5 separate regions of the Mus musculus genome follow, and all the other regions are linked to region 1. Evidence: chromatin contacts called from public HiChIP or PLAC-seq and Micro-C data. All regions are on one chromosome and are shown on one strand. The core of a region is the stretch at or near the end of the contact, and the rest is flanking DNA. Distances in the headings are between cores, read along the strand shown.

Region 1 (2,701 bases), core at 117-2,616:
AGACTCCCCCTAAAGCAAGAGACTCCCCAGTCAGCCAGCCTTCTCCCTACAAGGACTTCCGGCTTCTTTGGCACGTCGGCCCCTCCCCTCCAGAGAACTACTAGTCTCCACCCCCACAACGGTTCCCCTCAGAGCAAGGTTCTTGGGGTGGTCAGATCCACAGCCAGACTCAGATCCCGCAGGAGCCAGGACAGAGGTGGGAAAGTCACCAGCAGAGACTGGCCAAAGTTTGGAAAGCAGCTCCTTTGGAATCGTCCTAGTCATTTCGCTTCCTCCCCACACCCTAAGGCCACCGCCAAGCCCACGTCAAGGCGGCAGATGCAACTGAGTCTGTGGGCACCTGGCTGCCTCCAGACTTGCAGGACCAGAGCGATCCTGCGGGGACGCTCTCAATAGGATTGTGGAACTGGCAGTCACAAGCCCCGCCCCCAGCTGTGGATGAAGCCGGAACTCCAGGACTGGGCGCGGAGTATGGGTCAGGGCTCCTGGCACTGCCATCCTGACTGACAGGGTACAACCCAGGACGGAGTCACTAGATTCCACCGCTAGGCTGGGAGATTCCGGGGAGCCAGGGCACCTCCAAGGCTCCAGGCCCAGACCCCCTGGGCGCAGTGGGGCCACCCTCAATCTGGCAGCTAAAGTCTCAGTTTTCAGTGTTTTCATCCCAAGGTATGGAAAGCTGCCCCCGCACGCCTGGTACAAGGGGGCTCGCCCCGCTTCTGGGAAGGGAGTGCATTTGGTGGGAAAGCAGACCTGTTGCTAGCCTCTGAGAGGGAAGGAAACTCTCCTTCAGAGTGCCAGGCCAATCCCCCTCCTCGCACCCCACGTGGCTGCAGAAAGTCCCTTCCAGGTGAATTCCCTAGGCTGGGAGCCGCGGCGTGCCGGCCACCTGCTGTGCCGTGCCCCTCTCCGGTCCCTCCCAATGCCAACAAGGCGACAGGCCTGCCTCCCCGGAGAACTTCGGGGACGTCCCGCACCAGAGCGGCCTGGACCAGTGGTCCAGGGTGCGGCGGGGCCCGGCCCGGAGTTGGGGAGACAAGGTCCGGAGTGGAACAGGCGACAAAACCCACGGGCTGGAGGGGACAGAGACGCGGAGGGGCACGGGGCCCCGCGCTCTCCGAAAGGCCCAGGACGCGCAGCCGCCGCCACCTGTCGCGCTCTGCGGCCCGCGGCCCCACGGGCCCTGGTAGCCAGGACGCCCGGCTCCGGGTCCTCGCTGGTGGACTCACCATGCTCACGAGGCGCGTCACCACCTGAGGCTGAGACAGGAAGCGCCGCAGGTCGAAGGAGCCGCCCGCGTTGGCCGCGCCATAGGCCCCGCTCTCCATGTCGCTTTCGCCACCGAGCCGCGGATGGCCGGGAACTAGCCGGATTGCCCCGCCCCGCCCACGGGGGCGGGTCCGGCCGCCGACAGGGCGGGGCCAACCGCCGGGAAGTAGCCCCTCCAAACTCGTGGAAGTTGGCAGCAAAACTTGGAGCTCGCAGGAGGCGCCAGGGTGCGGAAGGGGGAGGAAAAGCTCACCCCTGGGAAATATGTCCTACTGAGTTCATCCAGAAAGGATCAAAGAGTCCCCAAGAAGAGACATCCTAGGCGGCTCCCACTTTACTCTTACTTACACAGTGCCCTGGTGAAGGTCCTCTCCCATAAGCCCTCCAGACACCCAAATCCCACCAATCCAGAATCCAGGCTCGTAAATACCTGGATGTCACTTCACCATTCTGCTCCAGACCAAAGGACTGGGGCATAAGCTCTTGCCTAGCACATCAGAGGCCCCCAGTTCCAACCTCTGGACTACTGTAGTAATTAATAACTATGGCCCCCACAGTTCTGGCTACTCTTTGCTCTGGAGCTAAGCCTGAAAGCCAAAGGGCTCTGAAGGGCAGATTTCTAGACATCGTGATCACATGCTGCAAAGTACCTGGTGGCTGTTGTCTCAGGAAGAGAAAGAGGGCAGGAGAATAAGGAGTTCAAGACAACCCTGAGCTATCTGAGATCTAGTCTCAAGTACACACATACTGAGGATTGTAATTTTAAAAATTAAAACAAATGAGATCACTAGGTCATAGACTCCAGCTCCCCCTGTCCCCCAATAACATTTAGAAAGGGAACCTGATGCTTAATCGGAAGGGGTCGTGTGTCAACCCAGGGCTTCACCTTGGCCGCCAAGAGGCCTCCAGATATCCTTCTGTTGACAACACAAATTTGTTCCCAAGGAGACCATGGCTGTTGAGGGGTGTAGAGGGCTGAGAAGTGACACAGAATGGAGTCATGACAAGATGGCTTTACCACAGTCACTTCAATGGATAATGAATAATGAGACAGACTCACCTCAGTAATGAGGGGGGCTGGACAATAAGGAAACTGAGGCAGAAGCCTGCCCCACCAGAAGGGTCACCACTCGGGAGAAGACAGGAGTAGGCACAAGAGAGACTGGGCCTTCTAACAGTCTATCTGCGTCTATTTGCACCCTCCCCACACTAACAGAGCCTGTGACAAGCCGCTGGTAGGTGAGCCCAGGGCTACCTCCTAAAATCTGTTCATACACGCCATGAGTGTTTGATGAAGGAGAACTGGCTGTCAGGACTTTCCTACAAAGCCTCCCTTTCTCTCTCTCTCTCTCTCTCTCTCTCTTTCTCTCTCTCTCTCTCTCTCTCTCTCTCTCTCTCTCTCTCTCTCTCTCTCTCTCTTTCCTACACAGAG
Region 2 (2,701 bases), core at 114-2,613, 920 kb after region 1:
CCTCAGAGAAGCAAGGCCCCACCCTCTTTCCCCACCTCAGAGCTCCATCTATATCCCCAGCAAGAGCTTGCACCTGCAGAAGCAGGAGATGAACCAGAAAACTCCATCCTGTTCTTTGGTTGGACTCTGCAGATCTAAGGATGGGGGATGAGGGGCAGGGGGCGTGCAGATGCAGAGGTTTGGACCAGATGACACCCCCTCCCCTCCCACTGTTCCTGCCTTGACCCTAGCTCTCCCCATTACTCTCCTGGGGCCCAGAATAGACAGTACTTCCAACTGGGTGGGCACTGGGCAATGGGACCCTCTCAGTGTCCACTCACTGGGCACAGTTTCCTCTGTGCCCATCTCTTTGGTGCCCCGTGGTGGTCTGAGCTCCCTGCAGTGTGGGACACAAGGACTCGGTCACCCAGCCATTTCTCCCAGGTTCTAGCTTGATGAAAGTGACAGTTAAGAACTCTCATCCACAATGACACCTGAGGAGCGACAGGTGGTAACTTGAACCAGAGTTTATCTGTCCCCATTTCAACCACAGTGACAAGGAGAGTATCATTGTGTTTGCAGTTCTGAGCGAGTGTCTACTTTGCTTCTGGACGAGGGCTGAAACCCTGGCTCCTGAGTGTCTCTCTGTCTCTCTGTCTCTGTCTCTCTCTTTCTCTCTGCCTCCCTCTCCCCTCCCCTCCCCCCCCCCCCACGAAGCCAAGGGGATTTTTCTTTGGAAGATGTGGTTCAGGGAGTGGGAGACAGATGAGAGGGTGACCAAAATAACACTATACACACCAATGAAACTCTCAAAGAATAACTTCTGTTTTGAGGAAGGGTCTCACTATGCATTCCTGGATGGCTTAACATTGGCTATGCAGACCAGGCCAACCTTGAACTCACAGATCTGTCATCCTATCTCCCAAGTACTGGAAGTGAAGTTGTGTGCCAACATGCCCAAAAACAACAACAACAACATCCACCTGCCTTTAGACTGTGGGTGTGGCTTAGCGACAGAGTGTTTGTTTAGCATGCATAAGGCCCTGGTTTAACCACTACCTACATAAAACTAAAGCCCAGCCCACACAGAGATGGGAGAGACAGCCACTCATGAGAAAAAAAACCCTTAGACTTGGGAAGACCGGAGCTGCAGTAAACCCATTGTCCCATCTGGGCCCTTGTCAGCCTGAGACAGGTGCTGAGTTTGTTACAGAAGTAGGTGGTAGATCTGGGTAACCAGCTGCACCCCCCTTTTCCCCCCACCCCCACCCCGGTGCTCAAGGGGGAACAGAAACTGCGAAGCAGACAGCTGGCAAGGGATCCAACTCACCTGCAGAGCACCCCTGAGGCCTCCTGTTCCTTAGCAACCTGCTGAAGCCAGCCAAGGGCTTCCGGATTCCCTTTCAGAGGATCAGTCACCTCCCTCCCCTCCCCTTCCCTCCCTCCTCACCTCGCCCCCTCCGTCCCCCCAACCCCCACCCCCGGAGAGGCGGAGAGCAGTAGGATCCCTGTACACGCAGAGGGAGTTCAGGGTGAAGGAACCTAAGTTTCTTTTCAACTGGGTCTGCGCAGAGCCAGAGGATGCCAGGGATCCCCCAGCACCCCCGCGCCCTGCCCCGCACCCCCTGCCCTTCCTCACAACACACACACACAAAGGGAAGGTGTCAGGACAGTCTCCGCTGAACCATTTCACTGGCTCTTCTTTCGGAAAGTCTACCTATAAACTTAGAGATTCACGTCGGGACAACAGAACACATAGGACAGTGACACCTCGGAGACCTAAGCGTGGGAGACTGAAACACAGCAGAGACGTCCCTTAAACCGAGCTATTTACTATGCCGGCTCCACACCTCTTGCATCCCAGATCACGAGTTCAGTCTCGGCCTAGATCCAAAGCTGTAAAAACAGATCGCAAGAGTCGGTTGCCCTCTGCTGGGCATCGTAGGATATGCACCCAGCCTCCGTACCAAGAACTGATTTCTGCACTCTATGAGAGGATTCAAGAGCTGGACAGCTGTGGCTGAGTCTTTCCCCCGAATCATCTGGAATAAATTTGATTTGATTTGGAGTCTATAGCCCAGGCTGGCCTCAAAAACATAGCCAAGGCTGACCTTCGACTCCTGATCGTCCTGCCTCTGACTCCTGAGTGCAGGACTACAATCATGTGCCACAAAGCCCAATTTTTTGTTTTTTGTTTTTGTTTTAATAGCACTGGGGAATGGAAACCGGGGGTCTGAGCATACTAGGCAAGCACTCTACAGCCCAGGTTCGAGACTATCTTGGGTATCTAGACCCATCGACTTGCAGAAGAAAAAAAAAGGGTCTTAAAGTGTATGGAGACCTTATAGAGCAGGCATGTCCACTGCATTTCAAGATACAAGACGGGGCATCCTAGCCATCATAATTCTGGTCTGACCGGAACAGGTCTTTTCTTTCTTTTACGTTTTTGTTTATGGGCTGGAGAGATGGCTCAGCAGATGAGAGGACTGCTCTTCCAGAGAACCAGGGTTTGAGCCCCAACACCACACGGTCACTCGGAATCGTCTGGGATCGTTCTGCGGTATTTGATGAGCTCTTCTGTTCTCTACAGGCACCAGGTATGCATGTGGTGCACAGAAACAAAGCACACATGAAATAAAAATGAACAAATCTAAATATGGGCTGGAGAGATGGCTCAGCAGTTAAGAGCACTTGACTGCTCTTCCAGAGGTCCTGAGTTCAA
Region 3 (2,701 bases), core at 91-2,590, 720 kb after region 1:
CTTCATTGGGGGTCCCCAGGATGCAAAGCATCCCAAAGATCTGGTCAATCTCCGAGCCACATGCAAAGGGGAAGAAAGGAGGATATGTTCTGTGGACCGCTTGTCAGACAGATTCCAGTGTTAGATAAGCACCTGGAACCAGAGCCAGTGGCCTTTAAGATATCTTTCCTGCCAAACAAGGTGGACAAGTATAATCCCAGAACTGGGGAGGTAGAAGCAGGAAGATCAGAATTCAAGATCATCTGCAACTACATAGCAAGTTCAGAGCCAGCCCAGGCTACAGAGACCCTGTGTGTGTGTGTGTGTGTGTGTGTGTGTGTGTGTGTGTGTGTGTGCAGTCTGTCTGTTTTGTTTTGTTTTTGAGACGGGGTTTTTCTATGGTACAGCCCTGGAGCTTGCTTGGTTGATCAGGCTGTCCTAGAACCCAGCGATCCCCCTGCCTCTGCCTCCCTAGTGCTAGGATGAAAGGTCTGCACCACCACTGCCTGGCTGACTCTGTCTTTACAGCAAAAGAAAGATCTTTCCCGGGAGAGTGCTGAGCAATCTAGAGAGTAAGCTTGGCTTCCCCAGCCAACCCCAGACTCCCCTCAATTCTTCCTAATAGAAGCAGTCACTGAAGGAGCTGGCAAGATGACCATGTGGATCCGGGCTCCTGTCACACAGGCTTTGATCCTGGGAATCCATAGAAAGGCAGAAGAAGATAACACTCCACAGGGTGCTCCTTCAACCTCGCTGCCCTCCTCTCTGCAAGAGAGAGAGAGAGAGAGAACAGAGAGAGAGAGAGAGAGAGAGAACAGAGAGAGAGAGAGACAGGGAGAGACAAGACAGAGGGAGAGATAAAGACAGAGATACAGAGAGAGATAAAGACCGAGACACACAGAGAGAAAGACAGAGATACAGAGACACAGAGGGAGGAAGAGATAAAGAAAGAGATATGGAGAGACACAGAGACAGACAGAGATAGAAAAAGAGAAAGATACAGAGAGAGAAAGACAGAGAGACACAGAGACAAAGACAGATACAGAGACAGATGACAGACAGACAGACAGACACACACACACAGAGAAAGAGAGAGAGAGAGAAACATGTTTAGTTGCTACTTACTGGCTGGACAGGAGACAGGAGAATGTTGAATGGGGCATGGGGCCCTGGGGGCTGTGTTTGGGGGTGTACATCTGAGGTGTGACAGAACAGAGTTAGCTATAAGCCACAATGCAAATGTCAAGCCCACAGAGTCACACTCAGAGGTCATGACGTGGCCAGCAGATGAAGTCCCCTGTTCAAAGGCCCTTGCAGGTGCAGCGGATGGGATGGTGCTGGCAATGCGCCTCTCGCCCTACAGAACTCCCATGAGAAAAAGCTGTGTCAGCAAGACGGCCTGGCCCCTCCCAGCCTGTGAAGCCCCAAGGACTGTGAGACAGCCTCAGTGGGAGAAGGTCGTGACCTTCTCACAGCCTCAGTTTTCTCCCTCGGCTGTGCTCTGATGTGGTGTTTTCTACGTATAGATGAACTGCAGTTTCTCTCCACTTTGGGTTTGTTTGTTGTTGGTTTTTTGTTTTGTTTTTTTTTTAAGTCTCTTTCTTCCATTAACCAAGCAAAAAACAGAGTAGAAATCTAAAGAAGAAATTGTGTGTGTGTGTGTGTGTGTGTGTGTGTGTGTGTGTGTGTGTGTGTTGGATGTGCATGTATCTGTTATCTGTTTGTACACTTTTCTTTCCTTTAAAGTCATGCAAATATGCTGGTGTGGCACCTCGTCCATTTAATCTCAACACTAGAGGCAGAGGTACAGAGATCTTAGGGAACTAGTGGTCAGCCTGGTCTACATAGCAACTTTCAAGCCAGCTAGAGCTACCAAGACAGACCTTGTCTCAAAACACAAAACAAAACAAATAAAATCAGTTAAATGAGACTCCTCATTTTCCCCCTGAGAGTCAGGCATGACCTCCAGTCAATCAGGCACTTAGAGCTGGATCACTGGCGACTGTCCCCCGGCCTGCGTCCTCACCACAGAGGAACAGCTGAAAGAGAGGTGGCCTCAGGAAAGCTGTAGGACTGAGCGGTCCAACCAGGACCCCCTCCACGTGGGCAGCATTCGCGGTTGAGTGAACGAGACTCTTCGCCCTGACCCTCAAGGCACACTAGCCTCTCCACCGGCAGCTGGTTTTCTCCAGCATTAGCGACTCTGAGAGAAATCACATGCCTAGGGAGACGTGTGACATGTGAACGTTCTCGGGTGACACACGCATTAACTGCTCTTATACGCAGAGTGAAACTGTGGACCGGATCGGGCTGGCCCCAGTCGTGTTCTCCTGAAGGTTAGGGGTGGGACACAGCAAGGAGCCGATGGGCGGGACTGCGGAGCATCCGCTGAGTTTGGAATCCTGACCCTCCCCTTACTTGGAACAGAAGTGGAGGTGGCTTTCTTGATTCTCAACCAAATTACATTTTTTTTTTCAAAGGCTGGGGGTGTAATTCAGCATACATAAGGTCTTGGGTTGGATCCCTAACAAGAAAAATAAACCAAACAAAACCCCAAAACAAACAAACCAACCAACCTCACCCTTCCTTCACTGCCTGTCTTATTTGCAGAAGAACGCGCCTTTCTTAAGGCCCTTTCTGGAATTTCTCAGTTGGGGTACCGCCTCCTCATTTCCTGTTACTTATCCCTAGAGGAAAAGAAATGACCTAAACAGGGCAGGGG
Region 4 (2,701 bases), core at 60-2,559, 650 kb after region 1:
GTTCGCTAAGAAGCATGCTTTCCCCATAAAAGCCGTAAAGCAAGGATCTGCTCCAACAGCAGGCTCTGGGGAGTCAAGATCAGGGGAAAAAAAAGAAAGAAGAAAAAAGGCAAACTAGCCCCAGCCTCTGACCTGCTTCTATGAAACGCAGAAGAACAAGTGCAGATCTGCAGCCCCTCCCCAGCTACACCCCACTCCCTCATGCACACACACAACACCTACACACATACCCAGCATCCACCCACATGCCGAAGGCCACTGCAAGCCATGCACCCCCCTGGAGAGCATTGCTAGAGTTTGCACTGCCACACTTCTAAAGGCAAGTGTGACCTACTGCTTCCAAACACCCTGCTGAGAGCTGAGGACCCTGGGTGCTAGGACTGAGGATCCTGGGTGCTAGGAAGACTGAGGACTCTGGGTGCTGCTGGGAGGACTGAGTACCCTGGGTGCTAAGGGCTGAGAACCCTGGGTTTTGGGAGGACTGAGTACCCTGGGTGCTAAGGGCTGAGAACCCTGGGTTTTGGGAGGACTGAGGACCCTGGGTTCTGAGAGGACTGAGGACCCTGGGTGCTACGGGCACAGAGCCGCCTCCTGCAGAAGGAAAGGCAGCACTCAGCAGAGGGAAAGAATCCTCCCCATCCCCTCCACCAAGTTCACGGACAGAAAAATTTTGCTCTGAAAAATATCAAAAGATTTGAAGAGGAGGAAAGAGAAAGCAATGTTTAATGATGGCGGTGTTGTCAGGATTCACGAGGAGCCCTGGCAGCCCCTCCTGGGCTGCAGTGTCTGCTCGGGATCAGGCTGGCTCTGACCCAGCACTGGGTGCTCCTCAGGCTGCCAAGTCCTTAGCGGAAAGGGACCTCAAGAGCTGTTCTGGATCCACAGGCCACCTCCACTAACAGGGAGCCGAGAGGACTCCGCTGCAGCTTAAGGGCTGCCTGCTGCAGCTTCGGTTCCGTGGAGGAGGAGGTGGCGAGTCTCTGCAGGGTGTCACACAAGTCATTCACTAGTGGACAAGGTGGAGTTTGTTGGTAACATTTTTTGCATCGACAACTGAGACCAGTCAGTCTCTTACTGTAGATAAACTACTTTTCTTTCGAGAGCCCTTGTGCTCTGGTTTGATTTTGTGCACGCTGTATACAAAATCTATGGCTATTGAGTTAAAGTTAGGGGTAGAGTTAAAACTACCTCTCAGGATGGTCTGGGGACCAGGTGACTAGTGACCATCTGCAGATCTAGCTGCTATCTAGAGGGAGGAGTCTGCACATCCAGGGGTGGGCGGAGTCTGCACATCCTGGGGTGGGCGGAGCACAGCAGCCGGGGCGCCCGCCCTCCGCGCAGGCGCAGGCTTCGCGGCACTACCTGGAAATCATGGAGCTGGATTGCGACTGGCTGGAGGAGGTGGTGGCGGCACTGAGCTGTGAGAACCCGCTGTGGCTAGATTCCAGGCTGGTCATGGAGCCTCTGCAGATGTAATCAACAAAGAACCAGGAGTGAGGAGCTGCTCTGAGCCGCCCCAAGCGAGCATCTCTATCTGCTCCCCCCCCCCCCCCCTCCGTCGGCCCTTGTAAAGTTGGGACAGGACATGAGAATCAATGGAGGAATCCGTAGTTTGCCCCTCGGGTGACACTGCACTTAGCAAGTGCTACACTCCCTTTCCTATGGAGAGCTGCAGGCAGTGAACAAGTAGTCCCTGCTGCCAGAGCCTCCCTCTCAGGCACAAACCTGAAATCTTCAGAGCCGATCACTTCTGTGTAGTACATGACTTTGCACTTGTGGGAGGAGACCTGCAGGGAGGCCAGCACGTCGTCCACTCGGGGTAGGTTGGTGGCAGCACATGCTGGCATGGTGTGGAATTTCCACTGTAGGATGTAGAAGCCTGGCCACCTGGTCACATGGGACCCCTGCAACAGTGAACAGCAGCAACTCAGGACATTCCACCAAGGGGAGGGGTGTCCTGAGCCAACAGCCTAATGATGGATGCCCTTCCACCCACTGAGGCAGCCTATGCGATGGTCTGTCAGGTGTTAGGAAGGCAGCATGCACCTTGTCTACCACCCTCAGCAACCTGCAACCTCTAGAGAGTACCAGGCTGAAAGTGCCTGGCCAGGTGGGAGCTGTCAGAAGGGCCTGTCTCTCTGACAGAGACAGCTAGGTCAGGGAACAGCTTCTCTGCCACTCCTGTCACCTTCCTAGCACACAGGGGCAATCTGTTCCAATGACTTCTTCCATTCTGGTTTAATGATTCAGAGGCAGAGCCAGCTTTTACGATGGGAAGACTCCCTTTACACTGCATCACAGACCGCATGCACTGGCAGCTGGCTTCTGAAAACCTCAGCTGGAGGACAGCGGGCAGCCACTGTGTGGTCAGAGGCATTGCAGGAGGAAAAGAAGTAAGTGGGCATTCAGTGCCAGAGGTGAGCCAGCACCAGCATACAGAGAGAGCCACAGGGCCAACAGGAACCCTCGCAGTATAGAGATGTCATGGGTTTTAGCAAGAGCTGACAGTGCCCTCTGCACGTTCCCCTCTTGCTTCTGTCTGTGTGACTTCCCTCTGGAGGCAAAGCCTAGTTCCCTGTCACCTGGCACTTGGGTGCATGTGCACTTCTGGGGAAACCCACACTTTACTAAGGTCTCGTGCCTCTCCTTCCTCTGTGCCCTGGGGCATCCTGAGTCTTTCTGGCACTAGGCAGACCACCTG
Region 5 (2,701 bases), core at 86-2,585, 530 kb before region 1:
TGCCAGCATATTCTAGAAGCCTCTCTCCAGGGACTTTTCTCTTGCTGAAGGTTTGATGTAAGACCAGGAAGAAGAAGATGAAAGAGACAGAAAGATCAACCCCAGGGCTCTGTTTGTGAGTTCTCCAGAGAAACAGAATCAACAGAGAGAAGGCCCGGGCTTTGGAGTGGGAATGGGGCTCCCACAGTTTGAAAGAGCCCACACTGGTATCTGCAGACCAGAAAGCAGTGGTGTGATTTCATCTGTGAGTGGGGGTGGATAGTCTCTAGAGAGCAAAGGACAAGGGACCAGGAGGAGCCCAGATGGCTGGAGACAACAGATATTCATTCACACCCGACATCGTCTGGATCCCCAAGCTTGGACACCCGTAGCCCAAGCAGTATGATTCAAAGTTAATCCCATGCAGAAACACCTCCACATTTACCAGCTCGCTGGGTGTCCCTTAGTTCATTAACCAGCTGAGTATTCCCCGGTTCAGTCAAGTTGACACAGAAAATAAACCATCACAAGAGTGTGAGAAAGGGGACCGGAAAAACAGAGGCGGCTTTCGTGGAGAAAGTTCCTCGTGTGGGGATAACGCATATGCTGGTCCAAGTCAGTGGGCAGTGGCTTTTCCAGGGGCTCATTCCATCCGGCCACAGCCTTTGGTTCCAGGTTCAGCTCCTCTCATCTTGCGTTCTCCACAGCTCGGCCTGCCCTGCCCTTTACTTTTCCTCGATAGGAGGAACTTTAAGCTTGACTCTTTACGAAGCCACCTTCCCCAAAGTAAACCCTCAGTGGTCTTACTTTTAGAGGATGCTCCAGCACAGTCAAGGATGTCTAGCTTTGAGGTCTAAGGAGGTTTAAGAATGAACGAGGAGCCGGAGCTAGGATTCTTTCTTCTCCTGCCTCAGTCAGCTTCTCAGAGCTGTTGGGAAGTAGCCCATACCCTCTGCCCGAGTCCAGCCAGCTGCTGTCTCTGCACGAAGAGGGATGGGAAGCGCCTGTCCTTGAGATCTTTACGTATGTTTGTCCTCTTAATGTTCTGACAGCTGGGGTGGGAGAGCACAGCCTGAGGAGGTCGTGATGCTGCCAGTCTGAGGGGAGGGAGCACTCCTCCAGGCTGTGGCTGTGAACTGAGGCTTTCTACATTGCTCATCAACACCTCTTCAAACAGACTGCTTTCAAAAAGCTCACAGTCCCTGCCACTTGAGACAAATCTCTGATTGCTTTTCTCACCTGGAAACTTGTCCTCTGGCTGGCCTGTCTCTGTATCTGACCTCACCCCTGAGGTGATGTCACAGCACCACAGCTCTGCTGTTCCCATGGCAACAGCCTCCCTTGGTTAACCAGACAGGGCAGACAGGGCTGCTGGCAGAGGTGGGGAGTGGTAATTCCACCTAACCTGGGTCAGTGACCCCTGAAACCCCACTTGGACCACCTTAGGACAAGATTGCGGTGTCTGCCCCTTCTCCGCTGGGAGGGGGGGTCTTTTGTGCCGGCTGTTGGGGGAGAACGTGTGACCAGGCCACGTGACCTGATGCAGATTTAAAAGTCCGTCTTACCAGCAAGAATAGGTGCTGACAGCGGGGGGCTGGGGGTGGGAAGACAAGATGCTCTGAGGAGTGGGAGGTGTCATGACATTAAGAATGGCAGCTGGGTGCCCCTGAGCTGGCTAGGGACTTGGAAAGGTGGTGAACACCACCCCTATATTTAGTAAGGCCCCACCTGCATCAGCCACAAGTGCCCCTCTTGATTGGTGGATGCCTGAACCCTGAGGTCAGAGGGCAGCTTACCACAAGGTCTGTCTGCGGGGATCTGAGCTTGTTCCTCACCCCCTCAACTGGCTGCCCTGCTCTCCTGGTAGAGCATGGGGGAATGGTCAGATGTCCGCGTGTAGCCCCACCCCCAGAATCTGGGTGAGAAAGGGGCTGTGAGCTTGGCTAAGACATACTTTGCCACGCCTTCCCCAGGAGAGATTCTGACACCACTTCAAAAAAAACAAAAAACAAAAACGCAGCCCAGCGCCTTTAGGAATGACCTTTCTCTGGAACTTAGCTGAGGGAGGAGGGGCCAGAAACGGGCCATGAGGCCGCGTACTGTGTCGTAGAGTATAGAGAAATGGGGTTAGAAACATCTCTGATGTTTATTTCACCTGGGCTTGGCTTGGATGCCTCCAGTGATGGGTGTCTCATTGCCTACCCAATGATTTTAAGACAGCTCCATAGAAAGTGCCTCCTTTCACCCGGCCAGCCTTTGCCTCCCTGTAATGTGTCCTCATTGGCCTGGCTCAGTCATCTGGAGACGCATACCGTAAGTACCACCCTCTCCCCACATAACTGGCCGAGCATCTGGGTGGTCCTCACAGCGATGGGAGAAACTGCTGTCACTCACTTCACAGATGAGGGGCTGAGATAGCATTGATCACCACCTCTCTCTGGGCGCACAGTGTACCACCTGCCCTCCTCCCAGATCCTCCAGCCCTGCAGAGGTTTCTGCCTTTTGTCATTGTCCTGAGATCTTGCTAGCATTCCTGGCCTCTTCTCTCCTTTCTCAGAACCATCTGGGAAGAAACTCTTTGCATGTCCGACTCTCCCTTGCTCTGCTGACATTTAGTCTGGCTGTTGTTACTCAAGCATCTATACATTTCTTATTATCTGGTATATTCCTAGCCATTTCAACACTTAAATGTGCTCCCCTGCGCCCCGCCCCGCCTTGCCCC

What was found. A called contact is a pair of places that touch in the nucleus more often than the background predicts. HiChIP or PLAC-seq counts read pairs in DNA pulled down with a chosen protein or histone mark.
Region 2: an HNF4G HiChIP or PLAC-seq map of pancreatic cancer cells shows a contact between it and region 1. The contact joins the enhancer-like site here to the promoter of Syngr2 in region 1. A contact is called at or near these places in 3 of 39 promoter capture datasets (embryonic stem cells, hippocampal neurons and liver), 2 of 115 datasets of contacts at active chromatin or transcription factors (extraembryonic endoderm stem cells and pancreatic cancer cells) and 1 of 9 other capture datasets (adipose tissue).
Region 3: an HNF4G HiChIP or PLAC-seq map of pancreatic cancer cells shows a contact between it and region 1. The contact joins the enhancer-like site here to the promoter of Syngr2 in region 1. A contact is called at or near these places in 5 of 39 promoter capture datasets (cranial neural crest, embryonic stem cells, liver and 1 more), 5 of 115 datasets of contacts at active chromatin or transcription factors (T-cell acute lymphoblastic leukemia, bone marrow-derived macrophages, embryonic stem cells and 2 more) and 2 of 9 other capture datasets (embryonic stem cells and pancreatic islet).
Region 4: a Micro-C map of embryonic stem cells shows a contact between it and region 1, with 2.8 times the contacts expected there. The contact joins the enhancer-like site here to the promoter of Syngr2 in region 1. A contact is called at or near these places in 7 of 39 promoter capture datasets (the 3T3-L1 cell line, the C10 cell line, cranial neural crest and 4 more), 2 of 484 Hi-C or Micro-C datasets (both in embryonic stem cells), 3 of 115 datasets of contacts at active chromatin or transcription factors (forebrain, large pre-B cells and pancreatic cancer cells) and 1 of 9 other capture datasets (embryonic stem cells).
Region 5: an H3K27ac HiChIP or PLAC-seq map of embryonic stem cells shows a contact between it and region 1, with 5 read pairs. The contact joins the promoter of Cep295nl here to the promoter of Syngr2 in region 1. A contact is called at or near these places in 3 of 115 datasets of contacts at active chromatin or transcription factors (acute myeloid leukemia, embryonic stem cells and pancreatic cancer cells).

What each region holds. Positions count from the first base shown.
Region 1 is chr11:117,808,332-117,811,032 of GRCm38.p6, reverse strand. It overlaps Syngr2 (synaptogyrin 2), which reads right to left and starts at 1,366. Exons shown (of 4, transcript NM_009304.2): 1 at 1,230-1,366. The coding sequence starts at 1,328.
Region 2 is chr11:116,884,618-116,887,318 of GRCm38.p6, reverse strand. No RefSeq gene overlaps it. Among named protein-coding and RNA genes, the nearest start is that of Mfsd11, 32 kb to the right of the region's middle. Within about 2 kb of position 1,363, at least 85 of the 459 cell types and tissues checked have an H3K27ac peak or open chromatin away from gene starts, as enhancers often do. A contact at or near this core is called in pancreatic cancer cells, where this site is marked.
Region 3 is chr11:117,091,525-117,094,225 of GRCm38.p6, reverse strand. No RefSeq gene overlaps it. Among named protein-coding and RNA genes, the nearest start is that of Mir6516, 16 kb to the right of the region's middle. Within about 2 kb of position 1,340, at least 115 of the 459 cell types and tissues checked have an H3K27ac peak or open chromatin away from gene starts, as enhancers often do. A contact at or near this core is called in T-cell acute lymphoblastic leukemia, embryonic stem cells, pancreatic cancer cells and 1 more, where this site is marked.
Region 4 is chr11:117,155,564-117,158,264 of GRCm38.p6, reverse strand. Sec14l1 (SEC14-like lipid binding 1) reads right to left here. Exons shown (of 16, transcript NM_001166506.2): 15 at 1,726-1,904; 16 at 1-1,464. The coding sequence ends at 1,359. Among named protein-coding and RNA genes, the nearest start is that of Sec14l1, 42 kb to the right of the region's middle. Within about 2 kb of position 1,309, at least 57 of the 459 cell types and tissues checked have an H3K27ac peak or open chromatin away from gene starts, as enhancers often do. A contact at or near this core is called in embryonic stem cells, where this site is marked.
Region 5 is chr11:118,341,168-118,343,868 of GRCm38.p6, reverse strand. Cep295nl (CEP295 N-terminal like) reads left to right here and starts at 1,335. Exons shown (of 3, transcript NM_021440.2): 1 at 1,335-1,556; 2 at 2,196-2,292. The region is part of intron 1 of Timp2 (tissue inhibitor of metalloproteinase 2); the gene reads left to right.